Regions from separate parts of the Rattus norvegicus genome. Here region 1 is linked to region 2. A link is a contact called in public Hi-C data. All regions are on one chromosome and are shown on one strand. Each heading gives the region's core, a stretch centred on a gene start, on an enhancer-like site or on the middle of the called end of the contact. The rest is flanking DNA. Distances are from core to core; before and after follow the strand shown.

The links. Hi-C and Micro-C count contacts between places; a contact is called where the count stands out from the background.
Region 1: a contact with region 2 is called in a Hi-C map of liver, with 2.4 times the contacts expected there. The contact joins the promoter of Ino80c here to the promoter of Zfp24 in region 2. A contact is called at or near these places in 2 of 12 Hi-C or Micro-C datasets (liver and psoas muscle) and 1 of 1 datasets of contacts at active chromatin or transcription factors (oligodendrocytes).

What each region holds. Positions count from the first base shown.
Region 1 is chr18:15,663,789-15,670,212 of GRCr8, forward strand. It overlaps Ino80c (INO80 complex subunit C), which reads right to left and starts at 4,356. Exons shown (of 5, transcript NM_001017446.1): 1 at 4,102-4,356. The coding sequence starts at 4,254.
Region 2 is chr18:15,578,638-15,585,211 of GRCr8, forward strand. It overlaps Zfp24 (zinc finger protein 24), which reads right to left and starts at 3,324. Exons shown (of 4, transcript NM_182955.1): 1 at 3,253-3,324; 2 at 264-763; 3 at 1-34. The coding sequence starts at 683.

The DNA.
Region 1 (6,424 bases), core at 3,106-5,605, 86 kb after region 2:
TGCATGCCTTTGATCTCAGCATTTGGGAGGCAGAGGCAGGCAAATCTCTGTGTGCTTGAGGCCAGCCTGGTCTACACAACAAGTCTGATATATAAGCTATCTAGGGAGGTCCTGTCTCAAACAGATCAACCCCCAGAGAAAGCAAACCACAGTAATCGTCATGTTTCCATTTCTGTTGAGTATGTACGTAGGAGTAAAGTGACTGGATTCCTGAGAAAGTGCATATTTAATTTTATATGATGTGTGTGTGTGTGTGTGTGTGTTTATGTGCACCCTCTCCATGGGATCTGTGACAGGAACAGAAAACGGAGGACAGGGCTATTCATTGTCACAATAGTTCTTAGAAAGTCTCTCCCCAAACAACTTCCCAGACTCCTCTCCAGGGTCTGCCCGGGCCTGGACTCCTCTGCTGTGCTCTGTTCGCACCACTCCTCAGTGTACACAGCTCTCTGTCATCCTCAGTCACTCCAGTCTTCCCAGTATTATGCAGAACCTTAAGTCTTAAGAAATTCTCACTGAAATCTAGCTTGCATTTCTTTTTCTGTATTTGTGGACGTATGCCTGTTGCACATGTATTACTGAATTACTACCTCTACTCAGTGTGCCGTCTCACTGACCCTGAAATCTCTGTTTTAAGAGGCTGTGATCCAGGGCAAAAGAAGAAAAGAAGCTGCTAATTAAAAAGCAACTAGAGGCTCTCAGGAGACCGGCCAGTGCTAGGAGGAAAGAGGTCATTTGGTACAAACAGGATGAACTGCCAGGAAAGCAAAGGGATGCTAAAAGGAAAGAAACCAGGCCTCCAACTGTGTGTGGCAAGAGTACTGTGGACAGTGTGTGGCCAACTCTGCGCTCCATCCTCCAGGACAATGCAAGGTGTGGGCAGGAGGACAGTCCCCAGAGGATCCTGTGAGGAGCAGGCACTGTACCAAGTCAGTGTGGACCTGGCAGTCACAATGTTCTAGCAAGGAGAGGCCAGGCCACCAAAGCAAGTGCTTCTGCTGACAGTAATGGGGGTTTTAAGAGTGATCAGAAGGTTGCTGCTCCAGCAGCAGCCTACGTGAGAGTGGAGAAGGGAATGCAGGTTTGAGAATTGGCCGATGGTGGGGCACTTGTTGTATCACAGAGAAGCTACTGTTTCTCTAACAGTGGAGGCTTCTATGCCATCTCTAGTCAGACAAACCCCAGAGAGGTCATACAGGTTTCAGCTCGCCTTTCCTCCTCAACTCCTCTCCCATGCTACTCCACCCTTGTTCCTTTCATTCACAGTCTCTGTGAGACTCTGGTGTCAGTGGTGAGTCAGGATAACAGGGAGGCCTTTAGTCAGAGGAAAAAGTCATGTCTGTGATACTTTGCTGCAGTAAAATAGGATATAAGATGATCTACTCTTTCCACACGTGAAAGGACCATCAACACTGAGCGACTTCATGAGGTGGAAATCTCCAGCCCCGGGGACATGAAAGGCCCCATGGAGAAATGAGGAAGTATTGCCTAGAGCTAAGGGCTATGCCCTCTTCACATTACTGAAGGAGATGGTATAAGTTCCAGGGTAGAGAAACAGGCTTTGCTCTAACACACTGGAGGCAGCGAGGCCCAGGGGCCCCACCCACTTCTGTTGAAAGGTGGAATCCAAACGAATGGTTTCTGCCAACAGCAGCCCTCTTGACTGGGACTAAGACTTCAGGACAACCTTGCCTTCAGAGGACGGTGGTTTTTATTATCCTTAGGACTCAAACACAGTAACTTCTAATAGTAACCTAGACTAAGAAGCCCAGCCTGGGCTACACAGTGAATTTACAGTCAGCCTGGGCTATAAAGGAAGACTCTTCTCAAAAAATGTGGGGGTGGGGTGGGGTGGAGGGGGAAGAAGTTAACTCAGACTAGGTGTGGCACCGCATACTTTTAATACCAGGAATTCGGAGGCTGAGGCAGGAAGGGCTATACTGTGATTTCCAGGCCAACAATGTCTACATAGTAAGGAAGCCCTATTTCAAACAAACAAAACAAAATATGGTCCACAAAGAACAGGACATAGTAAAACATGTCTTTAATCTCAGCACTTCGAGGCAGGGGCAGGTGGATCTCTGGGAGTTCGAGGCTAGCCTGGTCTACATACCATCAGTTCCAGGTCCAGCACGGACATTGTTGAGAGTTTGTATCAAAAAACAAAAGTAAAAACAAACGAAAATACCTAAAAGAAAAAGAAAACCCCAAAAACTCATCTTAAGGCAGTGACTATAGTACTAGGTCTGGGCACAAGTGAATATTAGATCACATTAAGGACAGACGACAGGGGAAGACACAGAATGCAGCTCATAAAGACTCCAATCAAAAGTATACAATGGGGGTTGGGAATTTAGCTCAGTGGTAGAGCGCTTGCCTAGCAAGCATCAAGGCCCTGGGTTCGAGCCTCAGCTCTGGAAACATAACGAAGTCCTGTTTCAAACCAAACAACCCAGGCGCACACCTTTAATCCCCGCACTTGGGAGGCAGAGGCCATCTCTGAGTTTGAGGCCAGGCTGGTCTACAGAGTGAGTTCCAGGACAGCCAGGACTACAAAGAGACCCTATTTCAAACGGATAGGTTATGTCTCTGCCGCCGGTGCAATGAGCCAGTTTAAACCAGATTATATTATATTAAAGGCTGCTCTCCGGTGAGCAAATTCACTGGCTCCAAGGATTGAGGCCAGGGGAGCCTCCATGGAGAAAGGGTGGGTGTAGAGGAAGAAGAGAGAAAGAGAGAAGGGGCGTGTGCGTGATGAGAAGAAGAAAGAATGTGACTAAAATGTCTGGATTATATAGGGAAGAGCCTCTGGGAGAAGGGCAGCCCAGCCCCTTGTGCTGTAAAGTTCAGGGTAGGGGGCAAGGTATGCCAGGCAGAAACAGAGGGATGCTGGGAGAACCTGGAGGCCAGGTCTGCTTTGTTATGTAAAATATGCACCTCAGTCCCCTGCCCCCCAGTCTGAAACCAAACATAAACGACCCCCCCCTAAAAAAAAAAAGGTGTACATATAGAAGAAACTGGGCATGGTAGTTCATGCCATTAATCCAGTTCTAGGAGGGCTAAACCAAGATTATTCAAGATCAGCCTGCCTTACATTTTTCTTGTGGCAAACGAACAAGAACCACTGTTCTATAAGATGCAGACAATTACATTAGTGTTTGTTAAAATCTAATTGAGGTAAGAGATGTTGGAAGAGTGGTTACCTCTGGCAGGGAGGACAGAGCAGAGTGACAGAATTGCAAGGCTGAGGCATGGGGACAAGATCAACAGGAATTTTCTGGACCTCTCTTATCTGGAGACTAGCCTCGGTTTGTGTGTTCCATTGCATGCAAGTATAGTAACTTAATATGCTAAAAGGAATACCAATTACCAACAGAGTCCCTGGGCAAATGCACCACACAAACTGAGGGCCATAACCACCTTCTAAATCCAAGAACATAACCAAGCCACTGCTGGTCTCTGACAGCACTTTTGTCATTGACCTCAACCTCTTAATTTGTCTGCTTGTTTGTTTATCGAGACAAGGTTTCTCTTTGTAGCCTTGGTGTTCTGGAGCTGGTTCTGTAGATCAGACTGGCCTTGAACTTGCACAGAGTTACCTTGCAAGTACTGGGATTAAGGGCGTACGTACATCATCAGTCTTTTAACATCCATATTTAGCACATGTAAGGGGAACGAAGGAACCCACTGGTATCAGCCATCTTTGTACCGCTCCATGCTGTACACTGGGAAGACCCCTCAGACTCCCACAGGGTGTCTGCGAGATGCGCTGTGGGTGACCCGCGAACTTCTCATGCAGAAAGATACAGAAAACAAGTTCTGACGGAACTAGGCGTTCCTGCTAAACCGATTACAACCTCCTACATTACTATATGACGCGGATGGCCTTTTGATCAAAACCACAGGTCCAACCTATGACTCAAATATACCAACTTCCAGCAAAAATTAGGATGTGCCTCGGAGACTACAGAAACCTCCCCCGAACCCCCGTCAATACTGGCAGTGCGCACGCGCCTCAGCTTCCGCCCTCCCTGCGCAAGCGTTCTCGGCGCCTCTCGGGCCTGCGCATGCGTTCTTGTTCCCAGCCGGTGCGGACACTACCTGAGCAAAGCCGGAGGCCGACAGTTTTTTCTTCTTACTAGCACCATATCCCCCTCCGCTGCTGTTGTGAGAAGGGCTAGCCGGCCTCTTCTTGCTGTTCCTAGCTACGGTGGGAGTAGAGGTAGCAGCCACGATTGGAATTTGAGCCGCCATTCTGCCCGCAGTCGGCCTGCGGCTCCCCGCCCCCACCCCTCCCAAGGCGAGCCCTAAAACTTCCGGCTAGATGTTACTTCCGTGTTGATGCCAGGAAACTCCGCGAGCCTCTCGAAGCTTAACAGAGTCCTCCCCTGCGGCTCTTAGGAGGCGGGGCTCGGAAGTGTTCCTTCCGGGTCAGAAGGCGTCGGGCTGGTGACTGCTGCTGGCACTGTGAACCTTGGCCTGGGGCACGTGCCTGGAGGGTTCCAATGAGCATCCGGTGTTTTAGTAACATTCTTTTTCTTGGTTTTTAGACAAGATCTCTGGATGACCTGCAGCTTGCTATGTAGACCAAGCTGACCTCAAACTCATGTAGCCAAGTTATCTTTGAATTCTAAAGCTCTACCTTCCAAATGACAGGATTACAGTGACATGCAAGTCATGGATGCATTATGATCATGTTTGGGTGCAGTAAACAAAAAAAAAAAAGGATTGAATCCTTACAACTTAGTAGTTAAATGACTATCACAGGCTAGAGACTGATGCAGAAGCAAAGAACAGTGAAGGAAAAAAAAGGACTGAGTAATACTGTTACTGACACCCCTTCTTGTGTGGAATTTCCCATTCCAGATGGCCTCCCCTATCCTCACCCCGTCGATTTTATTCCTTGTCACAAGGACTCATGCCTCCCAAGCGCCAATCACTCAAGCAAACCTCTTACTCCAGCCACCCCTTCATCTTTTCTGTTCTTACCCCAGGGACAGTCTCCCATGCAATCCCTGTGACAGTCTCCAAATGGGAGTCTGAGTTGCCGCCATTTCAGAATCCTTGGCTCTCACACTGGCTGCTAGCATGAGCTTTTACATCTAATTGTAGCACTTAACTTTCTGAGGTACAGGCCTCTTTATCCTCTAGATAAAAACCATATAACTTTACTTTAGCACATTAAGTCCTTAATAACTCCGGCTCACCCCTCTTTTGTTCAGTTCTCAACAGCAACCAACAACAAATCTTTGTGCCCTGCCAAAGACGAATTCTATTTCCTAGGGAATTCTGGTCTCTGAACTTGTGTTTTTGTTTCCTTGTTTCCTATGAATGCCTAGCTCCTGGCCTGGTGACATCCATTTTGCCTCAGTTCAAATTCTAGCTCTAATAAGCAGTAGTGTACCCTCCTTCCTTTTGCCCCACCCTCTGAATTTTGTGCAAACGCCTCTGAGGACCTTGGCCCACTTCCGTAATATTTACCAAGTTCAGATATGAAGGAGTCGGACAGTGGATGGACCACCACTTGGCTTCCAGCCGCCACACTCAAATGCAGTCTCACTGATTGCTTTCTTCCTGAAATTCTCCCCCTGGTTTCTGAAATGTCTCCATCCTCTTATCTCCTCCTAAACTCTGGTTGTCTTGTTTTATCAAATGCTTTGTGATGCTACTATATGGTTTTCAAAATTGTGTCGTATAGTCATATCCTCATGAAGATACATTTTTAATGTTTCACAGGAGTCATCGTGAGTAGCCATGATTGAACCGGGATCTTCTTATTCCGTTCTTTTATGTTAAGAAGCCCCTGATATCCGAGGCCCTCTGCCCTTCCAAGTCTTTGTTTCCTCAGTCCTTGCTTTCAATTCGATGCCTGTGTGAGTCATTACTTCCAATTCCAGCTGACAGACTCTGTGTTTTCAGATCATGCTTCCCATCTGAAACCCTTCCATGCTTTCTCCCATCCCTAGAATGAATCTGACAGTCCATAGCACTGTTTTAAAGGCCTTCAGAAACCCACCATCTCTGCAGACTGACGTCTCTTCAGGTCTCTACACTCCCTCTCAGTTGCCAGTCCCCAACACCAGCTGTGTTCCCTCCTCCCTCAAGGCCTAGGCACACATTGCTCCTCCTGTTTGGGTATTACATTTTTTTCCCAGTTCCTCCCTCCTACAGTTCTAGTAACTTCTACTTACTCTTTCATTTTGGGTTGACATTGGCTCATCTTTAGTTTTCCCCATCCTTCTGATCCAGTTCCATGTTATCACGAGCCAGAACCTGTTTATTGCCTTCTATACTCTAATTCTGGAGGATGGAGATTAGCAGAAGCAAGAAGACTATTAGTTTCTGTTGTTGAGGAGCCCCCAGTCTAGCAGGGAAGAACATATTTGTTGTAGTAAATCTTGTCTTCCCAGTTGGATAAAAGCTG
Region 2 (6,574 bases), core at 2,074-4,573:
CAAGTACTTCCCGTTTCCGCCGACGGAGAGAAACCTGAAAACAAGATTTGAGTTTGGTTGAGAAGGGACTCTGACACTAAGCAGTATAACAGAACATACAGAAGACATGAGAATCCTAGCTAGCAGCACAGCGGAGGTCCTGCCGAGTTGCAAGGACACTGGAGGGAGGTACAGATATAACTTAGCCAAGTGCAGTTAATCCAGCAGTTTGCCTACTGCTATGTTAGTGTCCTGCCTTGGGGAAATGAGTCAAGCATGCTCACCGGCTGTCCAGGGTCATCAAGTTCACTCTCCAAGTCCTCTAGAACAGTCACTGCCTCCTCTCCGTTCTCTGGGTGATGCTCTCGAACCAAAGTCTGTAGCTCCCTGGGGAGGATGGCGACAAACTGCTCCAAAACCACCAGCTCCAGTATCTGCTCCTTCGTGTGCGTCTCCGGTCTGAGCCACAGGCGGCACAGTTCTCGGAGCTGGCTCACCGCCTCTCGCGGTCCTGGTGAATCCTGGTATCCAAACTGCCTGAACCGCTGCCGGAAAATCTCCGGGTCAGGGAGATGGTTCCAGGAAATGCTCGATCCTTCTTCACCGTCAGGATCCTCCTCTAGTTTCACTCTCAGAATTTTTTCTTCTTCATCTGGATTTGGGATGATAAGTATTGAATCTTCTTCCACTGACTGGGCAGACATCCTGTTACAATACCTCCAAGAAAAGGCAACTGAGGCAAGGTACAGACCTCAGAAATACCCTGTTTTCCTCAAAAGTACTCCTAAGGTACAAGAAATAAAAAACACATAAATCACCAAGTACCCCATGATATTCGAAAAGCAGAAGGAAAAAAAAAGAGATACATTGCTTTACTTGATTAAAACTTGAAATCAATAACTTACACTGACTGAAAGTCTGCCATAGCTGGTAAACCACAGCCTATTTACCCTGCTGCCTGCTACACCATCCGTAGAGAAGTAGTGTAAACGTTTTAATGACTAAAAAAGTACAGAAATACTTCATGCTGAGAAAATATGATGTGTCTGTCTAGGACCAGCAAGGTTACTCATCTGGCAAAGGCCTGATGACTTGAGTCCAATGACCAACATGTACATAAGAGAAAAATTATTTCTGCAAGTCTGGTCTTCACAAGTGGGACAGACAGACACACACACAGAGACAGACAGACAAACACACACACAAGATGTAAAAATGTCTTTAAAAATGGTTTATGTACACTGTTTTTGCTTGCATGTATGTCTGTGTGAGGATGTCAGACCCCTTAGAACTGGAGTTAGAGACAGTTGTGAGCTGCCATGTGGGTGCTGGGAATTGAACTTGGGTCCTCTGGAAGAGCAGCCAGTGCTCTTAACCACTGAGCCATCTCTCCAGCCCCATTAATATGTTTACATTTTGTGTATATAAGTCATTAAATTTAATCGTGGTTTGGGCTATAATGTGGTAGAGTTGACAGTATTCAATGATTTCAGCTAAGATCTAAAACAATGTAATATTTACCAGCTTGCTCTTTTTAGGAAAAAAAAAAGATTGCTAATTTGTGACATATAGTCTACAAAGGGTAATTTAATAGCCTACAGTATCTGGGTAAGATGCAGTCTACCTCAGTGTTCTCCAAACGTCCTGAAGCTTGGGACTGGAGAGTTGGTTCAGCAGTTAAGAATGCATTCCCCTGCAGTGGACCCTGGTTTGTTTCCCTGAACCACAAACTCCTCTCTCTTCTCACCTCCTCAGGCACCAGGCAAACACACAGTGCAAATATACATAAAATAACAAACTAAGTATTCAGAACAGTAGGACACATAAAACATGTTTTTTGACATTTATTTCGTGTTGGAACACATCAGCACAGGTGTGGAGGTCAGGGGACATTAGTTCCCTCCTGCTATGTGCAATCTGGGATCTTGGGAACAAGCCCCCGACCTGATGAGGCACCCTACTTTTCATTTTTTGCAAACCTGGAGTAGGAAATAGATCAACCGTTCTCCCAGTTAGAATCCCCCAGAATGAGAGACTATCCTTACCCATCATGCTCTACTGCTGAGCTAATCCCCAGAATTGTCACAAATACTCTAATGTTTGTTTAGGAACTCCCTAAACTTAAAATATATGCGAAAAATGTTCACTAGTAGATAGGTATGCGCCCAAAAGCCCAACATTGTAGGCTTTACATGCAGAAGCAAGATTATGGTCATCCATGTGGCAAAGCCAACCTGGGCTATTAGATCTTGTCACAGACTTTCTTTTACACAGTTCAGTAACAGATCATATAACACTGGGGAAGGAACTATTTCACATAACATACAAATGTTACTCAGGCTTCCACCACACCATACATACATTTAAACTTACAGTGACAAGCTTCAACCACAGCAAATTCTATTAGGAAAAAGCACTCACAACTTCTCAGTGTACGGGAGTCTTTTCCCTGATGAAGCTTCCCCTAACTTTTCCTTTGGGGAAATCTGAGCTACTTTCTGATGCTTTTGGAATTTGCAAAATCATAGCCGTGCCACGGTTTACAGCACATAAAGAATAATAAGTTTACGGCTACTGTTTATTAGAGCCAAGAACTTAAGAGACAGAAACTTAAGAAAACCATATTGAAACCGATCAAGATGAAGACAAAAGATCAGAAAAGGCTGTCTCAAACTGACAGGTCATATAGACACTCAGGAGTGGGATGGCCTGATATCAAAATCTAAGTTCTTATTCCTGGACCCGATTCTATCAGCAATCAAGCATTTCTATGTGATAGAAACTGCTTTTTCTTTTACTTTGTACTGCACCAAGCTCGTGGGATGTGGAGGAACGCCGTCCGGCACTCGGCGGGATCCTGGTCTTCAGCGACCGCCCGCCTCACAGCGCTGAGCCCAGCCTGCCCCAGCAACTCGGACGTCCTCTTCCCAGCATTCACCAGGAAGGGCTGCAGAAGCCCCAGAACCACCCCGCCACACAGGACAGGCACTTCCGCCCGGGACCGGCGGGACTACAAATCCCAGCAGGTCGCGCGCGAGAACGGCCGGATCCCCCCTCGGCTTGAGCGTCTCCCAGAATCCTCCGCGAGCCGCTAGAGCCTCGAAATAGAACAAAACCGGCCCGTGGGGGAGGGGAAAGCAGGCCGGAGAGGATGCGGGCGCTGGAGGCTCTGCGGACCCCCGAAGTGCCGCAGGTCGCCGCCGCCCTTCCGCCGCCGCGGCCTTTTATGCGCACGCCCGGAATGCTGAGCGTCGCCGGCCTCTGGACCCTTACCTGAGCCCCCGCCTCCTCGAACCCTACCCCCGCGCGCTGCTGACCTCTGGCTCGGGACCCGCCACAGCCTCGTCGTCCCGGGCAGACGCTGCGCCGCCGCTTTCAGCCGCTTCCCACAAGCCCCCGGCGCGCACGGCTTCCGGTCCGCAGGACGGGGGGGGGGGCGGGAGGGAATGGGGAAGCCGAAGCCCGGAGTTGCCATGGGGACGCGCGGTGAGCGGGGGAGGTGCCGCTTGATGACAATGGCCGCATTGAGGCTGCGCTTGGCCTTGCGCCTCTCACTGAGTGACTGTTGCTCTCTGTTCCACTTTAGAGAAAGGAAAGGGGAGCAGGAGGAACGTGGGCGGCAGTTTCACAAGTGCCCGGTGCTCCTCGCCGGAGCCCTCTGGAGTAACTAGCTTACTCCAGAGTTCTGAAACGTTCTGAAAACGTGCCATGATCGTGTCAGGCACCGTCGCTGTACAATACGTGTAAATCGTTTTTCTTTACCCGCACATCTTTACTTATTGAGCCTTTGGCCCTGAAACAAGGTTTGCCTCTAAACATGCCCCAAACCATTGTCTTCCACTACTGTGTTTCAAAGATTATGACAGATTATCAAAGAAACAAGATAGTTGAGACCTTTGTCACAGAGAATTGCAGAATATACTCATGCTGGTTGTTTGATGCCAAAAAAAGAGCTGCAGTCATAATCACTTAGATTGCCTCATTTCCCTATTTAAAGTGGATTTCAGCTACCTCAACTACCTTGACATTAAATAATTGTTACGTTGTTCTGTAGGCCATCTCTGGTCTGTTGCCTGCCTTTGCCTTCTGACCATGCGTGACTTGGACTTATTGTACAGCCTCAGCCTCACTGACCAATGAACGCCCTTTCCTCCAGGTGGCCTCAAGATGCTTGTGGACACTCTGAGAAGTGATCGCATTACTTAGCTGTGCTTTGTTTGAAAGTCTTGTAAAAAGTTGGGTCCTCCCTGTCCCTAGTTTCAGGATGCTGGCTGGTACATAGAAAACTCAGTAAGCACACTTTGAATAAATGCATCAATTGTGGGCTGGTCACATTGCCTGCGGCCTTTGCTAGGTCACATGTCAAGTCTCGGAAATCGCACAAAAGAGCTCTGTTTTGGAAAAAGTCTTGTTAGAAGCAAAGGTCAAGTTTGCAGAACACTTAAAGGATCCTCAAGCCTTGCCCTATTGTCTCATTCAGAAGGGCCTCTGCAAAGTGTCCTGGGCCTCTGCAAAGTGTCCTCGGCCTCTGCTTGTTAGTGAATGAGAGAGCAGTAAACAAGCAGCTCACAGAATAGCAAGACTTCCCATTCCAGCCAGAGCTCACCTTCCCACAACCCCTGTAACTTTTCACTCTTCACTGTGAGGTTTTAGTACAGCCTTCCCCCATCTCCTGTTTGGCTGTAGACAGGATCCGGCTTGGCTGTTCTCTGCAACCTTTTTGTCTATTGTGATTCCGAAGAGCTAACTCAAAGCATACTTTGTTTTGTTTCTTTAAGAGATTTTATAGCAAGTTAATACTGAAAAACATAATAAACCCACTCAAGTAAAAAATGTGACATTTTGTAATTTGCTTTGCCTTTTGATCCATTCTCAGTTAATTTTAAAGTAGTGAATGGGAAGGAACCATAGTGGGAATTTCCTTATGACATTACTTCTTTGCATGCACCCAGTTTGGAAAACTGTCATTTCAAGCCCTTTTTTCCAGAATGGTAACCCTCACTGTCTTCTTAAAAGTCTAGGCAACCTGGAGCTTGGAGCTGGAGAGACTGTCGGTTAAGAACTTGGTCTGCTGTTTAATAGCCCATATCTGCTTTCCAGCTCACAACCACCTGCCCTACAGCTCCAGGGGGTCCAACAACCTCTTCTGTCGCTACCACACTTGCATACACATCACACACAGTCAACATACATTTAAAAGATAAATGTTAAAATATTTAGAGCATCCTGTTCCTCTGGGTAGCCCAAGTGAGGGAGTAGTCCCATACCAGAGGTGATGACCTTGCACTCCATCCACACAGGCCTCATAGCTGAGGCTCGGTGGAATATCAGATCCTGTTGGAACAGATAGATGGGAGGCTTGTGAATACTTACTACCGGACCATTTCTTTCTGTGCCTCCCTACCAGGTTGTCCTTGACACCTTTTCACCTCCTCTTAGGTAATCATGGCACTGCCTTGCCTTCCTAGTTTAGGTACAAACTTTGAAACCCAAATTGATTAGCTACAAGAGGTTCTATAATTCACCCCACTCCTTTATATCGTTTGGGTGTAAGAGATGATCTAGCACCTCTGGCCGATCTTGCTTACATTCTCTTCTTGTAGAACCCAATCTACATGGTGGTACAAACCTTTAATCCTTGCACTTGGGAGACAGGCAGGCCGATCTACATATTAAGTTCCAAGCTAGGCAAGGCACCATGGTGAGACCCTGTCTCAACCCTAAAGAGGCTCATTTCTAATTTTTCTTAAGATTTAATTTTAGTTTTAATTATGTGTATGCATGTGTCCCTGTGCACCCTTGGAGGTCAGAGGGTGTCAGGGTATGATTACCTAGAGCTGGAGTTACAGGCATTTGTGAACTACTTGATGTAGGCATTTGGAACCACACAGTCCCCTCCCAGAGCAGTATGAGCTCTTAAGCACTGACTTATCTTTCCAACCCAAAGATTTATTCACTTTTATGACTTCAGATGTTTCCCCCGCTGTATGGATGTACGTGCACCACCTGTGTGGCTGGTGCCCTGGGCGGCCAAAGGAGGCATTGGATCCCCTGGAATCGGAGTTACAGATGGTTGTAAATTGCTGGTAACCTAATCTGGGTCTTTTGGAAGAACAGCCAGTGCCCTTAACTGCTGGCCTCATTTCTTGACCAGCTAAATCTTTTTAACCTCCTTATAAAAATGTCTCGTTTATTAATTGGCAAAAACAAGCTAATAGAAAGTAGACAGGCATCGCCTGGGTGCCAGAGTTTTAGAAATGAGTAAAATGAAATTAAGATTCTTTAAGAGGACTAACTTGCTAAGAAATAACGAGATTAGAAAGTATTTCTCCGGACTGTGGAAAAAGTAAAAAGAACAGAATAGCAGCATGGAGGGACATGTGCTGAGAGGGGAGGCAGGCACCCTGAGTGGATGGGCCCAGGCATGAATGGAACTGCCCCAAGGATAAGGTTTGTAGGAATAGGCTTGATTTTGTTTTTAGGTCTTTTTTTAAAAGGCTTCTTACTTATGTGTATGTTTGTGTATACCATGTACAAGCAGGTATTTGTGGAGGTCAAAAGCACTGGACCAGGTGATAATTTGAATGAGAATGGC